Linked DNA regions of Sus scrofa: region 2 is linked to region 1. A link is a contact called in public HiChIP or PLAC-seq data. All regions are on one chromosome and are shown on one strand. The core of a region is the stretch at or near the end of the contact, and the rest is flanking DNA. Distances in the headings are between cores, read along the strand shown. Region 1 overlaps RUNX3 (runt-related transcription factor 3). Region 2 has its middle 67 kb from the start of RUNX3.

The links. HiChIP or PLAC-seq counts read pairs in DNA pulled down with a chosen protein or histone mark.
Region 2: an H3K27ac HiChIP or PLAC-seq map of alveolar macrophages shows a contact between it and region 1. The contact joins two enhancer-like sites. A contact is called at or near these places in 1 of 5 promoter capture datasets (liver), 9 of 47 Hi-C or Micro-C datasets (blood, embryonic fibroblasts, epiblast stem cells and 2 more) and 1 of 2 datasets of contacts at active chromatin or transcription factors (alveolar macrophages).

What each region holds. Positions count from the first base shown.
Region 1 is chr6:82,559,222-82,563,908 of Sscrofa11.1, forward strand. RUNX3 (runt-related transcription factor 3) reads right to left here. Exons shown (of 6, transcript XM_021095592.1): 2 at 1,037-1,320. Among named protein-coding and RNA genes, the nearest start is that of RUNX3, 33 kb to the right of the region's middle. Within about 2 kb of position 1,805, at least 18 of the 83 cell types and tissues checked have an H3K27ac peak or open chromatin away from gene starts, as enhancers often do. A contact at or near this core is called in alveolar macrophages, where this site is marked.
Region 2 is chr6:82,659,496-82,664,182 of Sscrofa11.1, forward strand. No RefSeq gene overlaps it. Among named protein-coding and RNA genes, the nearest start is that of RUNX3, 67 kb to the left of the region's middle. Within about 2 kb of position 2,511, at least 13 of the 83 cell types and tissues checked have an H3K27ac peak or open chromatin away from gene starts, as enhancers often do. A contact at or near this core is called in alveolar macrophages, where this site is marked.

The DNA of each region.
Region 1 (4,687 bases), core at 555-3,054:
CATCCTGTCTTCTTTTAATTTCAAAGATTCCTTTTAAGCTCCAAGTGACAGTAAAACCTCCGATCTGAGGATTAAAGTCACACGGGCCTCCCCCTCCCCCTCCTCCTCGGGAGATTTTCCCCACTGGTATTTTAAGATGTCACCCGGGAGACCTCAAAGAGCCACTCATCCTTTTTTCCAATTTGGAGTCCTCTTAATGGGACCAAGGACGGCCTCAGCTGCCAGGAGCCGCTGTTTCCAGCCACCTCGGGGCACCGCCACCCCCAGGCTCTGGCCCTTCCTGCCTTGCCCTTTCTCACGGCAGCTGTGAGAGGTTTAGGGGAAAACCAAGGCGTTTTCGTTTCATCTCGCTGCCCCCTTAAAAAAAATGAAAATGAAACAGTCGCCTACTCCCCAGTAAAGAGCAAAAGCTCCTCTGAATGACTGGGGGCTGCCAGGGGTGGCAGAGCCCCCACTCTCTGCCTGACCTACGGGATTCTGGCCGCAATCGTTTAGGGTTCAGTGCCCTCGATCCCGGCCTAGAGTTGCCTGGTGTAAAATTTCAGAAGCCAGGGGTTGACGGTGTGAGCAGGAAGTGTTTCTGAAGCGGTGCAGGAGGAGGGGTGCTGGCAGTGGAGGGTAGGCCCTCTCCACCCTCCGCACCCCACCTCCGGTGGCCTCGCCCTGGTCCCGGGGCTCCTCTGCCCCGGGGCTCGCAGGGCTGTGTTTGAGGGATCCGGGTTGGGGAAGAGCGAAGCCCCATACGCCCGTTTCCGCATCAACGACTCTCTGCAGGGCTCCCCAAAGGTGGAGAGGGCAAACCTCCTAAAAGCCATCCGTGTCGGTGCATCCGAGAAGGAACGCCTAAGTGCCCGGGCGGAGTGTGCAACGAGACCGAAAGCGCCCTTGGCCCGGCTGCTGGGCTCTCGCAGCAGGGTCGCGGGCACATCGCCTTCGTTCCCGGGGCCCTGGCTCCCGGGGCCCTGCCTCCTGCAGCTGAGACGACCGGCGGCGCAGGGCCGGTGCGGTGCCCTCCCGCCCCGGGCCCCGCACTCACCTTGAAAGCGACGGGCAGCGTCTTGTTGCAGCGCCAATGCGAGGGCAGAACGGAGCAGAGGAAGTTGGGGCTGTCGGTGCGCACCAGCTCGCCCGCGTGGTCCGCCAACACGTCCACCATCGAGCGCACCTCGGGCCGGGCGCGCCCGCCGGGCCCCACGGCCGCCTGCGCGCTCAGCGCGCCGCTGTTCTCGCCCATCTTGCCTCCGCCGCCGCCGCCGCCGCCGCCGCCGCCGCAGGGGAAGGCCGTGGAGGGAGGTGTGAAGCGGCGGCTGGTGCTCGGGTCTACAGGAATACGCATAACAGCGGCCGTCAGGGCGCCGGGCGGGCGGCGGCGGCGCGGCTCCCCCAGGGGCAGCCGGCGCGGGCGCCTCCGCCGCCTCCGCTGCCGCGAGAAGCGGGAAAGCAGAAGCAGTCGGGCTGGGGCCTCAGGGCGCAGGGGGCGGCGCCCGGGGACGCCCCGCCGGGGCCCGCCCGCCGCGAGGCCTCGCTGCCCCGACGGCCGCGCGCAGCCGGCCCGCTACTCCCGCATCTTGGGCGCGCAGCCCGCGTGCGGCCGCTCCTCGCGGCGGTCCCGGCTGCCTCGGTCACCGCAGAGCCCGCGCGCGGGCTGTGCTGCGGCTGCTGCCGCCGCCTCCCGCCCCCGCAGCCCGCTAGCGGCCGCCCCACCGACTCTGCGGCCGCAGCCCCAGAACAAATCCTCGAGAATCAAGTGGCGGCGCCGCAGCCGCCCGCGCGGGGTTAGTACCCCGGGGCCCGCGAGGGCGGGGCCGGCCCGAGCGACGCGTCGCGCAGCCAATCGGAACCCCCATCGCTGGCACCTCGGCAGTGCTCGAGGGGGAGGAACGGGGACCGCCGAAGGCCGCCCTGTGGGGAGGGGCAGAAGGCTCCGCCCCGCCGAGGACTCCTGGGGTCGGGGGCCGGCCGCGCTACAGCCCGGGCTCCTCGGGAGTTCTGGGGAGATGGAGCCGAGGCTAAGAATTTGTTTAAAACGTCCAGGCCCTCCAGAAGGCTCTTTTGCTGCTGCCCCTTAACGCGGGGGCTGCAGCTCCCCTTCTGTCGCCCTTCCCCGTCGCCCGCAGCCAGGCCTTTCCAGCTCCAGTTGTTTTCGGCCTGTGAAGCCTAAACTAGGGGTCGCTGGGGCCTCAAGGCTGGTGACATCGAGCGAAGATCTGCCCCCAAAGAGGCTGCTCACCTCCTCTACCTGCCCTCAAATTATTTTGACCCAAGACCCTCCTCCACTGCACACGGAGAAACAACGGCCTCTGCAGCTCCCAGCCCTGTGCGACTTGCGTCCCGGCCTGGGGCCGCAGTGCCAACTTGGGGACGGAGGGAAGGGTGTCCCTCACGCGCCTGCCTCGGCTTGGAGTAGAGTAACCCCATTCCTCTCCGCTCTCTCCTCAAAACAATTTTCAGGATTCCGCAGGCCTCGCTGCGTCGTTCTTCGTTGTGGCGGCCTGTGGGTCTTTGAACAACACGATGGGACCTGAAAAACGCGATTTCTCCCCACCCTCGTGCTCATGTAACCACGGTCCTGCATCGTGAAAGAAAGGACCCGAGTCCGGGGCGAGGAGAAAACTATGCAGAGAGTGCGGGAATGGCCGCAAAGCTAAGGGCTCTGGCTCCCAAAGAAGGGAATTAACACCCACAACGTGGATACAAACTGGCCCCCGTGGGTCCACGCCCGGGGGGCTGCGCTGGAGCCAGGCGGCAGGGACACAGACAGCTCCACCGAGGCACTGTCTCCTCGCGGGCCCTGGGTCCTCGCTCCTACCACAGGCCCCCGGGGCCCAACCACGCCCGGCGGCAAACAGGCAAACATCCCTTCCTCTCCCTCTTCTCAGGCCAGGCAAGCCGGCCTAGGGACGGGTTACATCGGAGAGGGGAACTAGAAAGCTCAAGCCCGCCTTCACTCTGGATTGTCCCTCCAGACGCACTCCCTGGAGTCTGGGCAACGAACGCGTGCTGAGAAACTCCCTGCCGTTTTGGAGATCAGGTTGGATATTCGTTGTTCCTGGCTCTGGGCAGGTGCCAAACGACGGATTCCAAGCCTCGGGAGCATGGAAGAAGAGACTCTGAAGGTGTCGTCCGCAAGATCCCGCCCTGGATCAGACCCCAGCCCCGCATGCCATTTCATCATCGCCAAACGAAATCAAGCCTCGAGTGCGCTCCAGGGCGGACTGGCTCTGGCCCAACCTCGACCACCTGGAGAGCTGGTCCCTACCCCTGTTGGAGTGTCACTTCAGTCCCTCAAGTCATGTAGAGAGCCCAGTTAGGGACCCAGCAAGGGTCCCTAACTGGACCTTTCAATGGAGCCTGCACCTGGGAATTTCAGTTCGCTGGGACCCAGGCCCGCGCGCTCTCGGGAGCGCTATCGCTAGACGCAGAACTAGAAAGTGAGGAACTGGGGCCTTGGCGCGTCCAACCTTTGGGACCTTCCCGCTGAAAAGCCCACCTCTTCATGGCCAGATAGGGCCGGGAGCCGGGGAGGGCGGGTGACGCAGTGCTGCCCTGGATTGGCTTTGGGGCCAGGACCCGCTGCATCTGGGGTTTGTAAATTCGATTTGTCGAGTGGTTTCGGTTTGTACCCGTGCCTTTACCTGTCTCTCCGCCTGATTTCTCCCTCTCGTCCTATGGCGGGTTTACAAACGGGTTTCCTGAGAAAGGGGGTTCCTGTGGGTCTTGGCACCTGGCATACGAACCGGCAAGACTCTAGCCCTAGGGAAGGCGCTTGCTAGTGGTGAGCGCTGGAACCAGGGGATATGAGTTGTTGACATTTGGGTCCCCAGCCAGAGGTCTCCGGGCCCGCGGGTGCAGGAGCAGTTCCGGAATCCACCGCTAGTTGACGCCTGCACTCTTCCCGCAGCGGAGGTGCCCCGCTAGGCTCTGCGCACAGATGTGCGCCAGCTGCAGTTCCCTGTTCAGGCGCCGACCGCCTCCTACAAGCTGCCTTCTGGACAGACATCCCCTCCGATTCCTCACCATCTGTGCGGCCACGTCTCGGACAAACCCCAGGCTCTGCGGTAGACCGAAGGCTGCCCTCCCCTCCCCGGATGGACACGGACGCTCACTTCTCTTAGCATCTCCGACACCAGAGGATTCCTGCGCTCTCTAACCCGCAGAACGTTCTCCCTGACGGAAATGAACAGTCCTTTCCTGTCCTGTTCCTGGGCGCCGGGGACGAGGGGAACCCACGGAAGAACAGACCAGCCCATTTCCAATTTCAGCCTAGGGCCAACCTACTTTGTCCCCGTCTCAGACGGACAGACCTAGAGTCACCACTCTCTGTCTCTCTTTGATGCCCTCTCTTTCCAATTTCCAAAGACAGTTACCTTTGGAAAGTCTCCACTCTCCCACCTGGGACTCGCAGATACCCTCTCCTTTCCCCATCTTTTGTGGTCAGCCATCTCCTCTCCTTCTTTCGAGGACCGGTGGACAAACAGCATGCTTTCTCTCAAGCGGCTTCCACCTGAGGGCACGCCAAGTTGTCCGCAGCAGGGAGAGGAAGCCAGGAGGTCTGGACCTACCTTGGCCCAGCGTGGGGTTAACAGAGACACAACCTGGAGCCTGCAGAGCCTGGGTTCTGGGGGACACTCCTCCCACCAGTGTCCTCCCCCCAGAAGGGGATCCATGGGGTCAGAATAACCTTGGT
Region 2 (4,687 bases), core at 1,261-3,760, 100 kb after region 1:
CATCATTGTTTTACTCACACCTAATTCAGCATTTCACTCTTTCTTCTTCTTTTTCTTTTCTTTTCTTTCTTTCTTTTTTTTTTTTTTTTTGACAGCTTTCTTCTATTGGATCTTTCCAAGGACCTTGGTTTTCAGAGACACACCAACCAGCTGTCCTGCTCTCACTCACTTCTCATTGGTGAGGCAGTTACAACTGGCAGCTGTGGGTTCGGGGTGGACCTCACTGAGCCGGCAGGAGGACCTCTATAGCACTAGGCGGTAGCCAGCCGGCCTGGAACATTCAGGACGTGGTGACATCCACTATTCTGCCTTCCCAAAGAAGGGAGAATGTTTCTAAGTCCAGAGAATCCGCTGAATGGAGACCAGGAAGGCACTCCTGACTGTTTTGTTCCCATTTTACAGGTGAGGAAACAGGTGCATGAAGTCACTTCCCCAAGGCCAGCCTAAGACTGGGAAGAGTGAGGGTTTCAGCCCGGGTCTGTCTGGCTCCGTATTCTTTATCCCTACATTTTGCTGCCTCCTTAATGCTCTGCAACCCTGTGAGCCTCTGGCATCCCCCACTAAAAGGAGTAAAGGGTGTTGCGATCACCCACGGGGGATTCAGGGTGCATTGAAAAATCCCACCAATGATGATCATTGTACAGCTATTAATGTAATAAACACATTGCGTAATAAACAATTAAAAAATGAAAACATAATAAATAAAAAATAGAATAAAAATAATAATTAAAAAATATTAAAAAAAATAAAACTCCCACAGAGATGGCGCTGTGCCGGTGTCAGGATGGAGAGCAGGACCCGCAGGCCATGTCCCCAGGGCTCACGCACGTCTGTGGAGTTGGATGGGAGCCGTCAGGGCGCTTTCTCTTTCCCCGTGTCCCCTGGACCTGCTCTGAAGCAGGCGCAGGGCTGGTTTGGGGATGTAAGGGGAAGAAGAAGCAGCCGCCATCAGAGCCCTCAGAGCTCAGTGTCTGGAAGGATCTTTTCAATGCCTCTCACTTCCTCTGGGGACCCCTGGGGCTGTTAAATGTGCAAAGGATGCGGGGGGGCGGGCGATGTTTGGTTAACTTCTTTTAAAATTTTTTCAAATTTTTTCTTATTAAACATTTTTTGTTTTATTGAAGTACCGTTGATTTACAAGGTTATGATAATTTCCACTGAACAACAAAGGGATACAGTCCTGCATATACACAATCCATTCTCTTTCAGACTCTTTTCTCACATAGATGATCACAGAATGTCGGGTAGAGTTCTCTGGGCTCTACAGCAGGTGCCCATTGGCCCGTCCTTGCATATACATATGCACACTGAGGATGCGGAGTTTGGATTCAGGCACATCCGAGTTCCAATTCTAGTTCTCCCACTTGCTATGGGCCACTGGCAAGCTCTCTGAGCCTCAGTGGGAAGGAGAAGACACCCAAGCACCCAGCACCCAGCAGGCAGGAGAGGAGATGCTCCCGCCAGCCAACGGGGACAAGGAGGCCCAGAGGCCAGGAGGCACTCAGCTCTCTGGCCAGGGGACCGGGCAGACAGCAGCTCTGTGCAGCTTCCGACCGTTGGTGGCTGTGGAGAGGGACGCGGTGAGCGGGGGAAATGAAAAGAGGCCAGACGCCGTCCAGGCCGCAGCACGCAAGGGGCGCCTCACTGGGCCACCCGTCCCCTCCCAGGCCCAGAAAGGGGAAGGCGGCCAGACCGGGAAGTGGTCGGCCTCTGATGACCACCTCATGGGGACCGCGCCAGCCCAAGCAGGAAGTGGTCGCCCCTTCCCAGCCCCCACGCCAAGCCCGCCCTGCCTGAGCTCACCCTTGGGAAACAGCTGGGCCCAAAAGTCCCTGTTCTCTGGTATGTTCTGGGAGCAGACTTTATTCTTAGAAACCCAGCTTGGGCTGGGGCCCCTGACTCTGTGGCTGGGGGGTCTTCAGACCTGGGTTCTCGTCCCAGCTCTGCCACTTCCTTGCGTTGAGGCCTTTACCAAGTTGCTTCCCTGTCTGGACCTGTTCCCTGTCTGTGAAATGGGGCAATAATCCCCTACCTGCTACCTCAGAATGAAAACAACAGCCCTAAAAGGTCAAGGCTGGAGAGTCCTCGAGGGCTCTTCTGGTCCCATATCTTCCTATGGACGAGGAGGCTGAGGCTGGAGAGCCAAGGCCTCCAGTGGTTATGTATATATGGTTGCATGTGTGTGGTTGTGTGTGTGTGTGTGTGGGGTCATATGTGTGTATTCCCATAGCCAGATGGTAGCAGGGGCTTCTGAGGGTTTGGAAGGAGCACTGGATTGGGAGCCAGGACCAGGCCGCACTCAGCCCCTTCCTGGCAGTGGGACCTTGGCCAAGTCAATCAACCCTTCTGGGCCTTTTTCTGCAGTGAGGGAACAAAACTTACTTCCCAGGGTTCTGGTGGGGCTCTCTTATAATGATGTCCAAGCAGATTCTTTGTAAACTGTAATGTGCTGTGACCATGAATGGTTTTTTAAGTGGCTCTGGACTGGAACCCTGATCTCGAGGGTTCCTGCTCTTTGCTGCCCTCTACCCGAGGCTCCAAGTACAGGGAGTGGGGTCTGAGCCCCAGGGAGCTGCCTTAAGGGAGGACTTTGCTCCCTTTTCTCCCCACCTCCCACTGCCCATCCCCCCACCCCCACTTGGGTAGAGGCAGCAAATCTCTTCCCCTGATTCCGCTGAGTCACTGGAGGCCTGTTCCTGGAGGGGCCGGGTGTGAAGAACTCACTTTGCCCACGTCAGTAGCCAGAGATGCTATCACCACTGACACCCACTCCTTGGCTCGTGGCTTCTACCCACCAACTCCTCCTTTCCTGTAGGCCAGAAGGGCCCTCCTAGGACCCCCAAGCTCAAGCAACCTTTGTTAGTTTTTGTTTTGAGGCTTTTTTCTTTTTTTTTTTTTTTGCCTTTTTTTTGGGGGGGCCGCACTCACGGAATATGGACGTTCCCAGGCTAGGAGTTGAATCGGAGCTGCAGCTGCCAGCCTATACCACAGCCACAGCAACTCTGAGTCTGTGACCTGTACCACGTCTCATGGCAACACCGCATCCTTAACCCACTGAGCGAGGCCAAGGATTGAACCAGCGTCCTCATGGATACCACTCAGGTTCGTTACCACTGAGCCACAACGGGAACTTCTCAAGCAGCCTTTGTGGTGAGGCTGGAGGAATGAGCAGGCTGGAGCAGACGTGGGCAGCCCTTCCACACCAGGCTTCCTGGTGCATTCTGGCACAGGCCACCCAGGCCCAGCTTGGGGCTTCAGGAGGCAGGGCCTCAGACCAGGGAGTCCTGGATGACAGGGCTGGCAGATGGATTACAGATTAGCCCACCCAGGGGTCACTGGGGTCCAAGGACCTGAAGAAGAGCTGGAAACCCCCAGTTCATGCATAAACTTGTGGTTATATATGTATGGTTGCATGTGTGTTGTTGTGTGTAGGGGGGGTTGTATATGTGTGTATGTGGAGCTTTGTGTGTGTGTGTGTGGATTTCCTGAGGGGTGAGTCCAGATTTCACTAAATTTTCAAAGCAAAATTTAAAAGTTCAAGACCAACGTGCTTCCTCCCCTTTCCCATTTTACAGATGGAAAAACTGAAGCAGAGAGAACTGAAGTGTCTCACAGCCCTCACTGGCAGGATGAGGCGGGGCACTAGTACTTTGACTGTGCCCTCCTTCTTCTGACTCAAAAATAGTCCCTAGGAAGTTCAGAGCAAGCCTGTATCCCATCCTCTTGTCCCAGGACTTGGAGGGTGGCTGAGACTGGAGGAGACTAGGAGAGAGGAAGGTTCGGTCAAGCATGCTGAACAAAGCCCCAGAGCTCCTGCCAACACCACCACTGGCAGTGGCAGCAGCACCACTGTCAGTGTCACCGTCACCACCACCAACCCCACCACCAGTAGCACCATCATCAGCACCACCCTAGTATCACCATCCCCACCAACAGCTCCACCACCATCCCCACCAACAGCTCCACCATCATCCCCATCACCACCACCACCATCATCACCACCATTAGCATCAGCATCAGCACTGCCTCAGTATGCCCATCACCACCATGAGCACCACCATCATCAACATCCCCACCAACAGCTCCACCACCAGTATCAGTAGCAGCACCACTTCAGCATCATCAGCATTGCCAGCTGCACAGGATCTGCCTTACAGCCCAGGCAGTCACCTTGTCTCCACCGTCACCCTGGAGTTAGGTAGCTCGAGTCTTTCTGCCTCTGCTGGTGGCAGTTGGGTTGCCCATCTCAAGCCCATCTGGAGCCTGTGGAGCTGCCCAAGGCTGGGATGAAAACAATCCTCCACACTGTAAGGTGGGTGGGGGCATTCTGAACCGAAAATACCCAGTGCAGTAGGAGCTCAACTGACCTGACCCTCCTATGAGACCTCCTTAGAGACAGGTGGTACAGGCACGATCTTCTCCAGTCGAGATTGGAAAAATGAGCAAGTTATTCCTTTCATCTTTCCATGAATATACATTCATTATTACTACAGCTGACTGGGTACTAGTCTAAGTATTTTAGATATGCGACCTAATGCAACCCTTCCAGCAACCCTATGAGGTGGGTAATATTATTACCCCTATCTTTTTTATGATTTTTATTTTTTCCACTTAGTTGATTTATCGTGTTCTTTCCATTTCTACTGTACAGCAGAATGACCTCGTCATACATACCCGTACGTTCTTT